4 separate regions of the Mus musculus genome follow, and all the other regions are linked to region 4. The links are chromatin contacts, called in public HiChIP or PLAC-seq and promoter capture Hi-C maps. All regions are on one chromosome and are shown on one strand. The core of a region is the stretch at or near the end of the contact, and the rest is flanking DNA. Distances in the headings are between cores, read along the strand shown. Region 1 holds the start of Exoc8 (exocyst complex component 8). Region 2 holds the start of Cog2 (component of oligomeric golgi complex 2). Region 3 holds the start of Gnpat (glyceronephosphate O-acyltransferase). Region 4 holds the start of Tomm20 (translocase of outer mitochondrial membrane 20).

The links. Promoter capture Hi-C pulls out the DNA fragments that hold promoters and counts their contacts. HiChIP or PLAC-seq counts read pairs in DNA pulled down with a chosen protein or histone mark.
Region 1: an H3K27ac HiChIP or PLAC-seq map of extraembryonic endoderm stem cells shows a contact between it and region 4, with 21 times the contacts expected there. The contact joins the promoter of Exoc8 here to the promoter of Tomm20 in region 4. A contact is called at or near these places in 1 of 39 promoter capture datasets (pre-B cells), 1 of 115 datasets of contacts at active chromatin or transcription factors (extraembryonic endoderm stem cells) and 1 of 9 other capture datasets (liver).
Region 2: a promoter capture Hi-C map of pre-B cells shows a contact between it and region 4, with 2.9 times the contacts expected there. The contact joins the promoter of Cog2 here to the promoter of Tomm20 in region 4. A contact is called at or near these places in 2 of 39 promoter capture datasets (liver and pre-B cells).
Region 3: a promoter capture Hi-C map of pre-B cells shows a contact between it and region 4. The contact joins the promoter of Gnpat here to the promoter of Tomm20 in region 4. A contact is called at or near these places in 2 of 39 promoter capture datasets (liver and pre-B cells) and 2 of 9 other capture datasets (embryonic stem cells and liver).

Annotation. Positions count from the first base shown.
Region 1 is chr8:124,896,274-124,899,085 of GRCm38.p6, reverse strand. It overlaps Exoc8 (exocyst complex component 8), which reads left to right and starts at 1,381. Exons shown (of 1, transcript NM_198103.2): 1 at 1,381-2,812. The coding sequence starts at 1,460. It overlaps Sprtn (SprT-like N-terminal domain), which reads right to left and starts at 1,192. Exons shown (of 5, transcript NM_001111141.2): 1 at 705-1,192; 2 at 1-10. The coding sequence starts at 928.
Region 2 is chr8:124,519,134-124,522,136 of GRCm38.p6, reverse strand. Cog2 (component of oligomeric golgi complex 2) reads right to left here and starts at 1,370. Exons shown (of 18, transcript NM_029746.3): 1 at 1,186-1,370. The coding sequence starts at 1,257.
Region 3 is chr8:124,861,673-124,864,372 of GRCm38.p6, reverse strand. It overlaps Gnpat (glyceronephosphate O-acyltransferase), which reads right to left and starts at 1,340. Exons shown (of 16, transcript NM_010322.3): 1 at 1,061-1,340. The coding sequence starts at 1,135. It overlaps 2810004N23Rik (RIKEN cDNA 2810004N23 gene), which reads left to right and starts at 1,344. Exons shown (of 7, transcript NM_025615.2): 1 at 1,344-1,488. The coding sequence starts at 1,401.
Region 4 is chr8:126,944,498-126,947,197 of GRCm38.p6, reverse strand. Tomm20 (translocase of outer mitochondrial membrane 20) reads left to right here and starts at 1,277. Exons shown (of 5, transcript NM_024214.2): 1 at 1,277-1,594. The coding sequence starts at 1,474. LOC115486982 (a long non-coding RNA gene) reads left to right here and starts at 1,601. Exons shown (of 2, transcript XR_003947623.1): 1 at 1,601-2,700. LOC115487043 (a small nucleolar RNA gene) reads left to right here and starts at 2,218; the gene lies at 2,218-2,351. Rbm34 (RNA binding motif protein 34) reads left to right here. Exons shown (of 11, transcript NM_172762.3): 11 at 1-26.

The sequences.
Region 1 (2,812 bases), core at 132-2,631, 2.0 Mb after region 4:
CCCAGCACACCTGGAAAACAGTCACAACAATGGATTAGGGTCAACGAATACAGAGGAGACAGAACAAAAAGCAAACCTTAGTCTGGCATGGTGGTGCAGGCCTTTAATCCCAGCACGTGGAAGGCAGATGCAGGAGGATCTCCGAGTTCCAGGCCAGCCTGGTCTACAGAGTATGTTCCAGGACAGCCACAGATACATAGTGAGGCCCTCTCCCCTCTCCCCACAAAAAAGGGGGTGGGGGTGGGCAGCAAATCCCTAACAGTTCTTGGGCAAGAACTGTTTCACAAGAAAACGTCCCTGATGGGAGGATGGCTTTCCTGAGTGGGTCACTTGGCTTCAGAGAGTTAACACTTGCTAACCCTCACCCACTGTCACCCTCTCCCCTCCGCACAGGCATACATGGGCACTTCTCCCAAAACAGTCACAGGGCTGGTATGAGGTTAGAAGTACACTACGTCTTAGCCTGCTTTACCTCAAGCTGCTATGTGACAGTGTATGTGCGGGGCAGATTACTATCTCGAATAGGATTTCTCAAACTCTGATAAGGGATCCGGCTGGTTCATCACTGAGGGACGTTGGGCCCGGGACTGGGGAGTGGGCACGTTTCCCGGCGACCTCTCCCTGCGCCGCGAGGCGGGGACACCAACGACAATTTAGCGGCCTGGCCCTTCCCGACGTTCCGAGCCGTTCGCGGACGCACTCACAGGGTCATGCGCACACTCCACTTCACCTCCACCGCCTCCAGCTGACCCCAGAAGAAGCGATCGTTAAACTGCAGGAAGAGCGCCTGCAGGTCTGGGGTGGGGTCCACCAGCTCCCAGGACGCGTCCACCAACGACACGGGCTCCCGCGCCGCCGCCGCGCGCCGCGCCATCTGCACGTCCCACTCCTCCTGCAGCCGCAACGCGACCACCAGATCCTCGTCCATCCCGCTACTCCCACCTCGGCCGCTCCCAAGACGCCGGTCGGGCTCGTGCGGCGCACGGATCTCGCGAGGCCTCCCGGCCCTGCTGTCAGGGCGCGCGGGCTAGCCTCGAACGCCTAACCGAAGGTGGCTCGGCGCTGCCCCGCGGGCACAGGCTTAGGAACGCTGGGCTCGGGCTGGGGACGGCTTTAGGCAGCCGGTTGTCTCCTGACAGCCGCTGAGGTCCGGCGACACACGTCAAGTCTGGTCCGTGCCGGACCCTCCTCTGACTTCCGTGCTGGCTCGTCCGCGCACGCGCCTTAAGACGCTGCCGTTTCCGCGCAGGCGCATTGTCCGCACTCCGCCCCGGGCGCAGGCGCAGTGCGAGCGGCTCGACTCTGGCACAGGCGCAATGCAGCGCTCGGCTCCGGCGCAGGCGTTTGGGTGTTGCTCCCGCCCCGCTTCCTCCGCTGCCTTCTCCACCGGGCTCGGGTGGGGCCCGGAGGCGGCGAGTAACAGCCACTGCGGGCCGCGGGAGCAAGACGAGTGGCAGCCATGTCGGACAGCGGGGCGAGCCGCCTGCGGAGGCAGCTGGAGTCGGGGGGCTTCGAGGCGCGGCTGTACGTGAAGCAACTGTCGCAGCAGTCGGACGGCGACCGCGACCTGCAGGAGCACCGGCAGCGGGTGCAGGCGCTGGCAGAGGAGACGGCACAGAACCTGAAGCGCAACGTCTACCAGAACTACCGGCAGTTCATCGAGACGGCGCGGGAGATCTCCTACCTGGAGAGCGAAATGTACCAGCTGAGCCACCTGCTGACTGAGCAGAAGAGCAGCCTGGAGAGCATCCCGCTGGCACTGCTGCCCGCCGCCGCCGCGGGCGCCTCTGCGGGTGAGGACACGGCCGGCGCGGGGCCGCGGGAGCGCGGGGCGGTCCAGGCGGGCTTCCTGCCCGGGCCGGCGGGCGTCCCTCGAGAGGGTTCCGGGACGGGCGAGGAGGGCAAGCAGCGAACGCTCACCACGCTGCTGGAGAAGGTGGAGGGCTGCAGGGACCTGTTGGAGACGCCAGGTCAGTACCTGGTGTACAACGGGGACCTGGTGGAATACGATGCGGACCACATGGCCCAGCTGCAGCGCGTGCACGGCTTCCTCATGAACGACTGTCTGCTGGTGGCCACCTGGCTGCCACAACGGCGAGGCATGTACCGCTACAACGCACTCTACCCGCTGGACCGCCTGGCGGTGGTCAACGTCAAAGACAATCCGCCCATGAAAGACATGTTCAAGCTTCTCATGTTCCCCGAGAGCCGAATCTTCCAGGCGGAAAATGCCAAGATCAAGCGCGAGTGGCTGGAAGTGCTGGAGGAAACCAAGAGGGCCCTCAGCGACAAGAGGAGGCGGGAGCAGGAGGAGGCAGCAGCCCCGCGTGCGCCACCACCGGTCACTTCCAAGGGCAGCAACCCGTTTGAGGACGAGGATGATGAAGAACTGGCCACCCCTGAGGCGGAGGAGGAAAAGGTTGACCTTTCCATGGAGTGGATCCAAGAGCTGCCGGAAGACTTGGATGTTTGTATTGCACAGAGGGACTTTGAGGGTGCCGTGGACTTGCTGGACAAATTAAATCACTACCTGGAAGATAAGCCCAGCCCACCTCCTGTGAAAGAGCTGAGGGCCAAAGTGGACGAACGAGTGCGACAGCTCACCGAGGTGCTTGTGTTTGAGCTCTCCCCGGATCGCTCTCTGAGAGGCGGCCCCAAGGCTACTCGGAGAGCCGTGTCTCAGCTGATCCGGCTGGGCCAGTGCACGAAGGCTTGCGAGCTGTTTCTGAGGAACAGGGCCGCAGCCGTGCACACTGCCATCCGCCAGCTCAGGATTGAGGGCGCCACGCTGCTCTACATTCACAAGCTGTGC
Region 2 (3,003 bases), core at 121-2,620, 2.4 Mb after region 4:
GCCTGCAGGAGGCCTGAGTTAAATGGTGAACAGTGAACACAGTAAGTTTTCTCACCTAAAGTAAAAACAGGCCACGATCCCCGGGCAAGCTTTCTTCCTCCAGACTCTTGTCCCTGTCATGTACCTTTGGCTCTTTTTTTTTAACCCTCTTTCCAAGGTATCCATAAGTCACAGGATGTAACAGGGGCTTTCTGAATCATTATTTCAAGCATCCCATTTGAACCTCATTTATTGGAGATGGCTCAGCAGTTAAGAGTGCTTACTACTTTAACAGAGGACCAGGGTTTGGCTCCCAGCACCCACAGGGCAGCTCACAAGCACCTGTAACTCCAGTTCTAGGGAACCCCACAGTCTTCTGGCCTCTGAGGGCTTCTGCACACACTGTGCACATAAACTCAGGAAGGCAGACACATACACACAAAAAAGCCTTTCACACATGGAAACCTACGTGGGCACAGTACAGAAGTCACATATAAATTAAAATCCAAACACCAAAACCTCAGCGCTTTCTTTGGCCATGTCAACTAAATGCAAATACCAGAACAGAGATAGGCCAATTAAGTCAGAGGGAAAAATTCGATTGTGAAAGGGGAGCAGGGTGCACACATGCAAACACAACACACACACACATACACACACACTCTATACAGTAAGACTTGGACTCGTTTGCTTAGTATTTTATGTGCCAAAGAGACAGAAAGAAATTCCTAACCTCGGAACCAGCTTTGAAATGGTCCCTCAAATCGCAACTATTAAATGGCACAAACTTTTAGCTCACAGTTGCCATTTCTGCCCTTAAGACAGGAGGATCGAGACCCGTCCGGGCTACAACTCAAAACCCTCCCTGTCTCGAGAAAGAAAGCGGGTGTAAATATGTTTGGGGTTGTTTTAAGTGACAACAGCGGAGAGGTACAACTAACAGGCTCAAAGCCTGCGCCGTTCGGAGGCTGTGCCTGCTCGGTGAAATGTTATCAGCCAAGTGTTTTCGGTTTAGATTTGTAAGCAGGGCCGCTGGGTTGCAGCGTGGCGAGGCTGTCAGGTTCCCACTTCTTAATGTCAGAGCGTTTTCAGCCTGGACACCCCTGCCACCTTCCATCCCACGTCCCTGACACCCGCCGGAGCCTCTGGGAACCACCGGGCCTCAGCGTCCGGCCAACTCAGCGGCGATCTGCCGGGTGCCCTCACCTTCATGAACTCGTCCTTATCGAAGCACAGCGTGTCCGGCCCCGTAGGCAGGTTCATCCTGCGTTTCTCCATCACGCCGGCCGCCGCCCCTCAAGGCCAAGACCGCAGGGGACGCGGCAGCCCAGCCCACCCCCAGCGTCCCAGCTCCACTTCCGCTTCCGCCAGTATGGCAGCAGCGAGCGACAGCCAATAGACGAGCGTCGCGGGCGGCTGCGCACTGTTGGTGATAAGAGCGGCGCCCTCGAGCCGGAAGCTCCCAGCCTGGCGCTACTGCCTCCGGGAGTCGAGCGTGGTACTGCAGCCTCACGCATGCACCGAGGCAGCTGGCCTGGGAGAAAAGTCAAGAACCAGGACAGCCTTGTTCTTTTCTCCTGGTGAGGAGAGAAAACGTCACTGCCCTTAAAGATGGTCAGAGGAAAGTGATCCCTTTGTATTTCAGTTTAGACCAAACAGGACACCATCCCTCTAACTGAATGTTGGGGTAAAATTCAGAGACCCTATCGCCTGAGCATGTGCTGGATAGGCTGGACTGCAGCCGATGTCCCTAACATGTTGGTTTGTGTGTAGCAAAGAAGTCTTGCTTTCTTGTTAATATTTTATTCTTATTACCAAATCTTTCACCCTCACAAGTTTAGGCAACGTGAACTCGCCATACGCTGACCATGCTCTAGTAACCCCCAGCCTGTCTCCAGGTCCTCTTTACCCAGGCTACCACCACCATCATAGCTGTCATGGGAAGATATTGTTAGAACACTTCACCAACACCTTATTTAGCGATTCCTCCTGTAAAAGATCAAACAAAGCCCTTCTTGCCAACTCAAAGTATTATCCTCGAACCTAACAAAGCGAACAGTTCTCTGCTGTTATTATTAGTCTGAGAGATGTGGCATTCAGCCTCTCGCTATAATTTCAGAGTGGCAAATTGGAGGTACCAAGGGAGGGACCCGAGGTGCTCGCCAAGAGAGAAACAAAGACTCCTGGGAAACCTGCCTGATTCCTAGAAGCTTGGGGCTAGAACTTGCTGTTCCCTTCTGATATTTTCCTCCATCCTTTATCAAAGAACCTGACTGTGTTCAGCCTAGTGTGCTAACCCTGGAATTGCTGCAAAGATTCAGTGGTGTACTGGCTGGCTTTGCGTGTCAAATTGACACAAGCTAGAGTCATCAGAGAGAAGAGAGTCTCAGCTGAGGAAATGCCTCCATGAGATCCAGCTGTAAGGCATTTTCTCAATTAGTGCTCTGTGAGGGAGGACCCAGCCCACTGTGGGTGGGGCCATCCCTGAGCTGGTGGTCCTGGGTTCATTAAGAAATCAGGCTGAGCAAGCCATGGGAAGCAAGCTAACAAGCAGCACCCTCCATGGTTTCTGTATCAGCTCCTGTTCTAGGTTCCTGCCCTGCTTGAGTTGCTGTCCTGACTTCCTCCAATGATGAACTGTGATCTGAAAGTGTAAGCCAGATAAACCTTTTCCTCCTCAACTTGCTTTTTGATCATTGTGTTTTGTTGAAGCCATAGAAACCCTAACTAAGACATGGTGTTTTGTTGCAGCCATAGTTAGCCTGGTACCCTAACTGAGACAAATTGGTACCGGGAATGGGGTATTGCTGTGACAGACCTGACTTCAGTGATGTTTTGGGGAGGATTGTGGGAGGACTTTGGAACTTTGTGCTAGAAGAATCATTGAATATTAAGAGCTCAGTGGAATGTTCTGTAGACGCTTGGAAGATAAGAATGGTGAAAGCAGGCAGAAGATGGAGGGGTCTGGCTGGTGAAGTTTCAGAAGGAAGTTTAAAGACTATCAGGGCTGTTGGCGACTTTGAT
Region 3 (2,700 bases), core at 91-2,590, 2.1 Mb after region 4:
TACCCTTTGAAAGGCACTTTTGTCAAGAGTGGTGGTGTAGACTATAATCCTAGCTCTCTGGAGGTGAGGGCATGAGGAATGCAAGATCCAGAAAGCCTGGGGCTTCACAGCTAGTGCCAAAGCCAGAGAACAAACCAAGAAAATCTTGTTTCAAAAATAATTAATTAAGATTTTTTTTAACTCTCCCCCGAGGATGGAGAGATGGCACAAGGGTTAAGGGTCATTCCTTCAGCAACCACATTGGGGCAGCTCACAATCTGTAACTCAATTCCCAGAGCTGGCCTCTGATGCACCAGACACCTCGTGGTGCACATACACACATGCAGGTACACTCATACACATAAAAATAAGCAAATTCTCACCCCACCCCACCCGTAATTGTGCAAACCCACGGAGTGAAAGCACACGAAGTCTCCACCTTGATAATTGCTCGTGAATATTGTAAGTGACCAACACTCTGTTGGAAACCAAACGGGGCAAACCACCAGTTAAAACTAGAAGAGGAAGGAAGTGGGGGGCGGAAGGGGGTAGTGTAGAAGGTAAGTTGGACAGAAAACAGTGGCAATGGGTATCCTACTCAGAAACTTGTGCAAACATAACGAATAGAAGACAGTAATTTCCTGAGGTTCCAAGTAAGAGTTAAAAAAAAAAACTCTACGCGCATATTGTAGCCGAATATTTTTCTCTCTCAGGAATACTTAAGGTAGAGGGCTGGGGAGAAGGCGGGAGGTGGAGACCCAAAAGTCTTCTCGGGCTAGGTCAGGACTAAGATTACTACTCAACAGGCAGAACTCTAATGCTCCCCTCATGTTGTGTGCGGGGGCTCCCGGCCTGACGGGGAGAAGGGACAGAGGGACCGCCATCGATACAAACTTGTAAAAGCAGACGCGTTAACCGAGGCGCAGACACATGGTTGCCGTGGATACCAAGCCACGTACCCAACTGGGTTAGGACCCGCTCTTTAAGACAAGCAAGGGTCGTGGGCTGGGGACATAGGGATCGGGGAGGGACTGTCCTTCCCGCGACGTTGCCCTGGGCCTTGGTCCTCCCAGGCGCCTACCGCATAGAGGAGCACACTGCTAGGGCTGGCCGAGCCGACCGAGAATCGGGAGCTGGAGGAGCTAGGAACGTCCATGGCGCGGCTGCCGTCCCTGGCGGGGCCTGGGCTGGTCTGCTACACGGCTGTAGTGCAGCCGCTGGGGGCGGTTCTTTCGCACGGGGCGGCTCCCGTCTGCCCAGGACAGTGGCACTCCGTACGGCCACTGCACGGGACCCCGGGCACCGCCATCTTAACCAGGCCCGAGGCCGCGCAGGGACCGTGACGCACGCGCAGAAGCCGCGCCGGAAGCGGAAGTGGTGGGCACTGGGCGGGATCTGGGGGGGTCTCCGTGCTGATTCCCATGGCGGCGGAGCACGATTCGGACTCCGTTGAGCCTCCTGGTTCGGAGGCACTCCTGGACGCCGTTCTGCGGACCCTCTACGACCTGGGTGAGCGTAGCTCCTGGGAGGAGGCGGCCAAAGACAGTGAAACGCATCCCGAGGCGGCGGGACCACGGCCCACGTGGTCTCCTGGAGCCATGTCCGCAAGCGCTACCCTCTCCGGGACCTTCTCCCCCACTTGTTGGCCGACCTTTTGCTCTCCTTCTCACTGTGCAGGAAAATAAAATCAGAGATGGTTACTAAAGGCAGGCCACTCGCAGAAGGACAGGCACTGGCAGGCAGAAGAGCTCACGTTGATTGCCTGACTTTTAGAACCAGACACGTAACAAACGCTGTATTGTTTTTATTTTGGAGCGGTTGCTCAAAATTCCAAGCTCACTTACACGATTAAAAAGCAAAAGCAAGCTGAGAACTTGGAAGAACGTACCAGGTGTACATGTACATGCATTTTTGTGTGTTTCCCTCATTAACTGTCAGAGCAACCCATATATGTACACACATCTTCATAAAGGTCCTCCTTAAGAGCTCGAGTCTCAAGGTCTAGGGCCTGATGTCACATTCTGCGCTGTGTTAGGTTCTTTGTGTCCACCGACAACACTTGGCCTCCGACTTTCACAAGTTTGTTTGTTTGGGTTTTTTTTTTTTTTTTCTTTTTGGTTTTTCAAGACAGGGTTTCTCTGTGTAGCCCTGGCTGTCCTGGAACTCACTCTGTAGACCAGGCTGGCCTCGAACTCAGAAATCCGCCTGCCTCTGTCTCCCAAGTGCTGGGATTAAAGTCGTGCGCCGCCGCCACCACCACCACCTGGCTGACTTTCACAAGTTTTAAGACTAATTTTTAAAATCCTAGATACAGTTGATATTCACACATGCAGGAATTCATTACGGTAGTTACTTCCCAGCTACCTGGACTTTACCTATTCATTTTTATATCTATACTGGCAGAGTTACATTGGCCACAAGTACACAGCTAGTATTCAGAAAGCTCCTGGGCCCATACTGTAGGTCAGTACTGAGGCTTAGACGCCTGATTGAAATTTCAGATCACTGTTGAGAGTCTGAGCAGAAGAAACAAACTGAAGATGAGAAATAGAGTAGAAAGTAAAGGTATTCAAATTAAAGCAATTAAAGTTTAGCTGGATTCCCTTTAAATCCAAAACCGAAGGAAAACAAGAAGAACCCGGACATGTACCTGTAACCCTGCAGTGTGGTAAAAAGACATGCTAGTATAGAGGCAAATGCTTTTAACATGGTCCTGGGAAC
Region 4 (2,700 bases), core at 28-2,527:
ATGTATTTTGTAGGAAATTTTCTAAAGATGCTTAGTGTAATTTCTTGGTACGTTCTATCTGATAAAATACTTAATAGCCACAAGACTATGTATATAAGTGGTCAAGAGTGGATAGAAGTTGGCTTTGTTATAAAAGTGCTGGCTAAGTACTGATTAGTCATGAGTATGAAACATTTTTTTCTTGTAAACTTTTTTTCTCCCTTAACATAGCTTCAAAAAATCCTTAAAGGGGCTAGAGAGATGGCTCAGCAGTTAAGAGCACTGGCTATTCTTCCAGAGGTGCTGAGTTCAATTCCCAGCGACCACACGGTGGCTCACGACCATCTGTAATGCTATCTAATGCTCTTTTCTGGTACGAAGGTGTACATGCAGGTAGAGCACTCATATGCATAAATGAAAAAAAAAAGCATTCTTACAATGAGAGGTGCAGGAAAGGCTTGCATCGGCTACCTCTTATCACTGTACCCAATTCTCAGAGACTGCAGCATAGCTTGTCACTGTCCCAGGTTTCGATGTTTCCTCAGTGAAGGGAGCAGTTGCTGTACCAGACTGCCTTTCCTTCAAAAGCCAGCCACAAGTGTGGTGGGTGGGTTCGAGCATTAGTAACGAGCTGGTTGGGAATCTTGATGGGGGTTGTGGAGGAGGGAGAGAACGACAAGACTGCAGTTTAATGACGGCACAAATCAGGGCCACCCATAGACTTTTTTTTTTTTTTTTTTTGCCCTTCTGCATTCCTTACAGGTTAAATTTTTTTGAACGAATTAACCCATTTTTCTTCTCCGCACCAGGGCTACATCATAAAATTATTTTGCAGTCAATCATTGTGTCTAATCTCAGTCACAACGCAATTTACAAAGCAAATACTGCCAGATCAGGCGGCTCAGGTCTTCCTTTAAAACCACAGCTCAGAGGATGAGGCAAAAGGATTGCAGGTTCGAGGCCAGGGCAGACTACACAGCAAGTTCCAGACCCTACTATGCTACAAGGGGAGAGCCCGTCTCAAAAACCTAAAAAGCAAACGCATGCACTTCAAGTCACAGGCTTCCTGAAGGACACAGTGAGATGAGATGCTGTTCTCAGCCGGCTCCCACCTTCGTCTTTCATTAGCAAGGACAGTGGATTAGAGGCTTCTGACTCAGCACGCCACAAACACGTGCTGCCCCTGACCCCCTGGTCACGGGATGACGCACAAATCCTTCTGCAGTGCACGCCCCGCCCCCAGCTTGGCGTCTCAGCCGCGCAGACTGGGTCCATCTGCGCGTGCGCACCAGGCGTTCCCGCGCAGGCACCGCCGCGGACAGCCCGCCGCGGACCTTCCCCCGGGGTCCTCGCGCGCCGGAAGTCCTCGCGCTCGGCCTTTTCCGTCTGGACTGGAGGCAGGCGGCTGCGAGCGGCCGGCGTGCTCCGATCGGTCGGAGCTAACCGCTGCCAGGCGGGCTGCCGCGGCCCGGCGTACGCCCCAGTCGAGCGAAGATGGTGGGCCGGAACAGCGCCATCGCCGCGGGCGTGTGCGGTGCCCTCTTCATCGGGTACTGCATCTACTTCGACCGCAAAAGGCGGAGTGACCCCAACTTCAAGAACAGGCTTCGAGAACGTGAGTGGGCCCCGCGCGCCCCCGAGTGCTCCCCGGCGTCGCGCTCTTGCGGCCAGGGTCCCGCCTGTGCCCGCGGGCCTCCATCTTGGAGGCGACCTGGCTCCATCTTGCTGGCGGTGGAATGCATGCTGATTCGGGGGAGGGGTAGCACTTTTTTGCCTTTCCCCAGCTCTGTAATTCTGGGGGATGGGGGGTGGGAGACAGGTCTTTAGCTCAGGTTAAGGTGGTTATCCTCCAGTTTCAAGGTCTCACCACGCCCAGCTCCATTCCCCCCCACTCAACTTGTGTTGAAGACAGGGTCCTCCTGTGTAGCTCAGGCTGTAACCCGCGCTAGCCTCGACCTCGTGGCAGCCAGCACCACCACCACCTCCCCAGCCCCCCGCTTCAACCTAGTGCTGTGATAACAGGCACGAGCCTTTCTCTATAACAGTCACCGTTGAAAACAATCATTCTTTATGTGTGTTTACGACAGGGGACTGCTGCAGTTGGTAGGTCGGCTTCGAACTCTTGGTGCCTCTCATTGCTAGCTTTTCAGACGGGTGCCTACCCCGAAGGCGGTGGTGCTCTATTCAGCAAACCCGTCGACGGTGCTGCCCCAGCACTAGCACAGTGGGGTGTCGTCCTTGCATTCTTAAACCCTCTTGGCAGCTTTGCTCTGGTGCTTCCAAGATATGAGTGAATGCTAGACAAAGTGCGGGGGAGTCCAAAGGGCTGCGCTCCTCACGTGGCTCAGTCTTATTTCATACCTGCGACATCTTCAAAGAGTTTTACCGGAGGGAAATCTTGGCACGCCTTGGGAAGTCATGGACATGTGATCCACCCATGAATTTACAGAGACTCTTTATTTTTCAATATATAGTCTGAAAGCACATTTGTTGGAATAATCTGGCCTTTTTTGTTTCGCTTTCTTGGGGGCTGCAGTCAGTCAGTTACTCCATTCTCTCGAATTTCTAAATGAGTTTTTTAATTTTTCGTAGTTATATATGGTCGGAGACTAATGAATTAGACGTACATCCTTTAATACTCATTATAGGACTTCCAGGACTTTTTGAGCCCGTAGGCCCCAAGTAGCCTCATCGTTTTCTTCACGTGGGGAGATAAGGAGA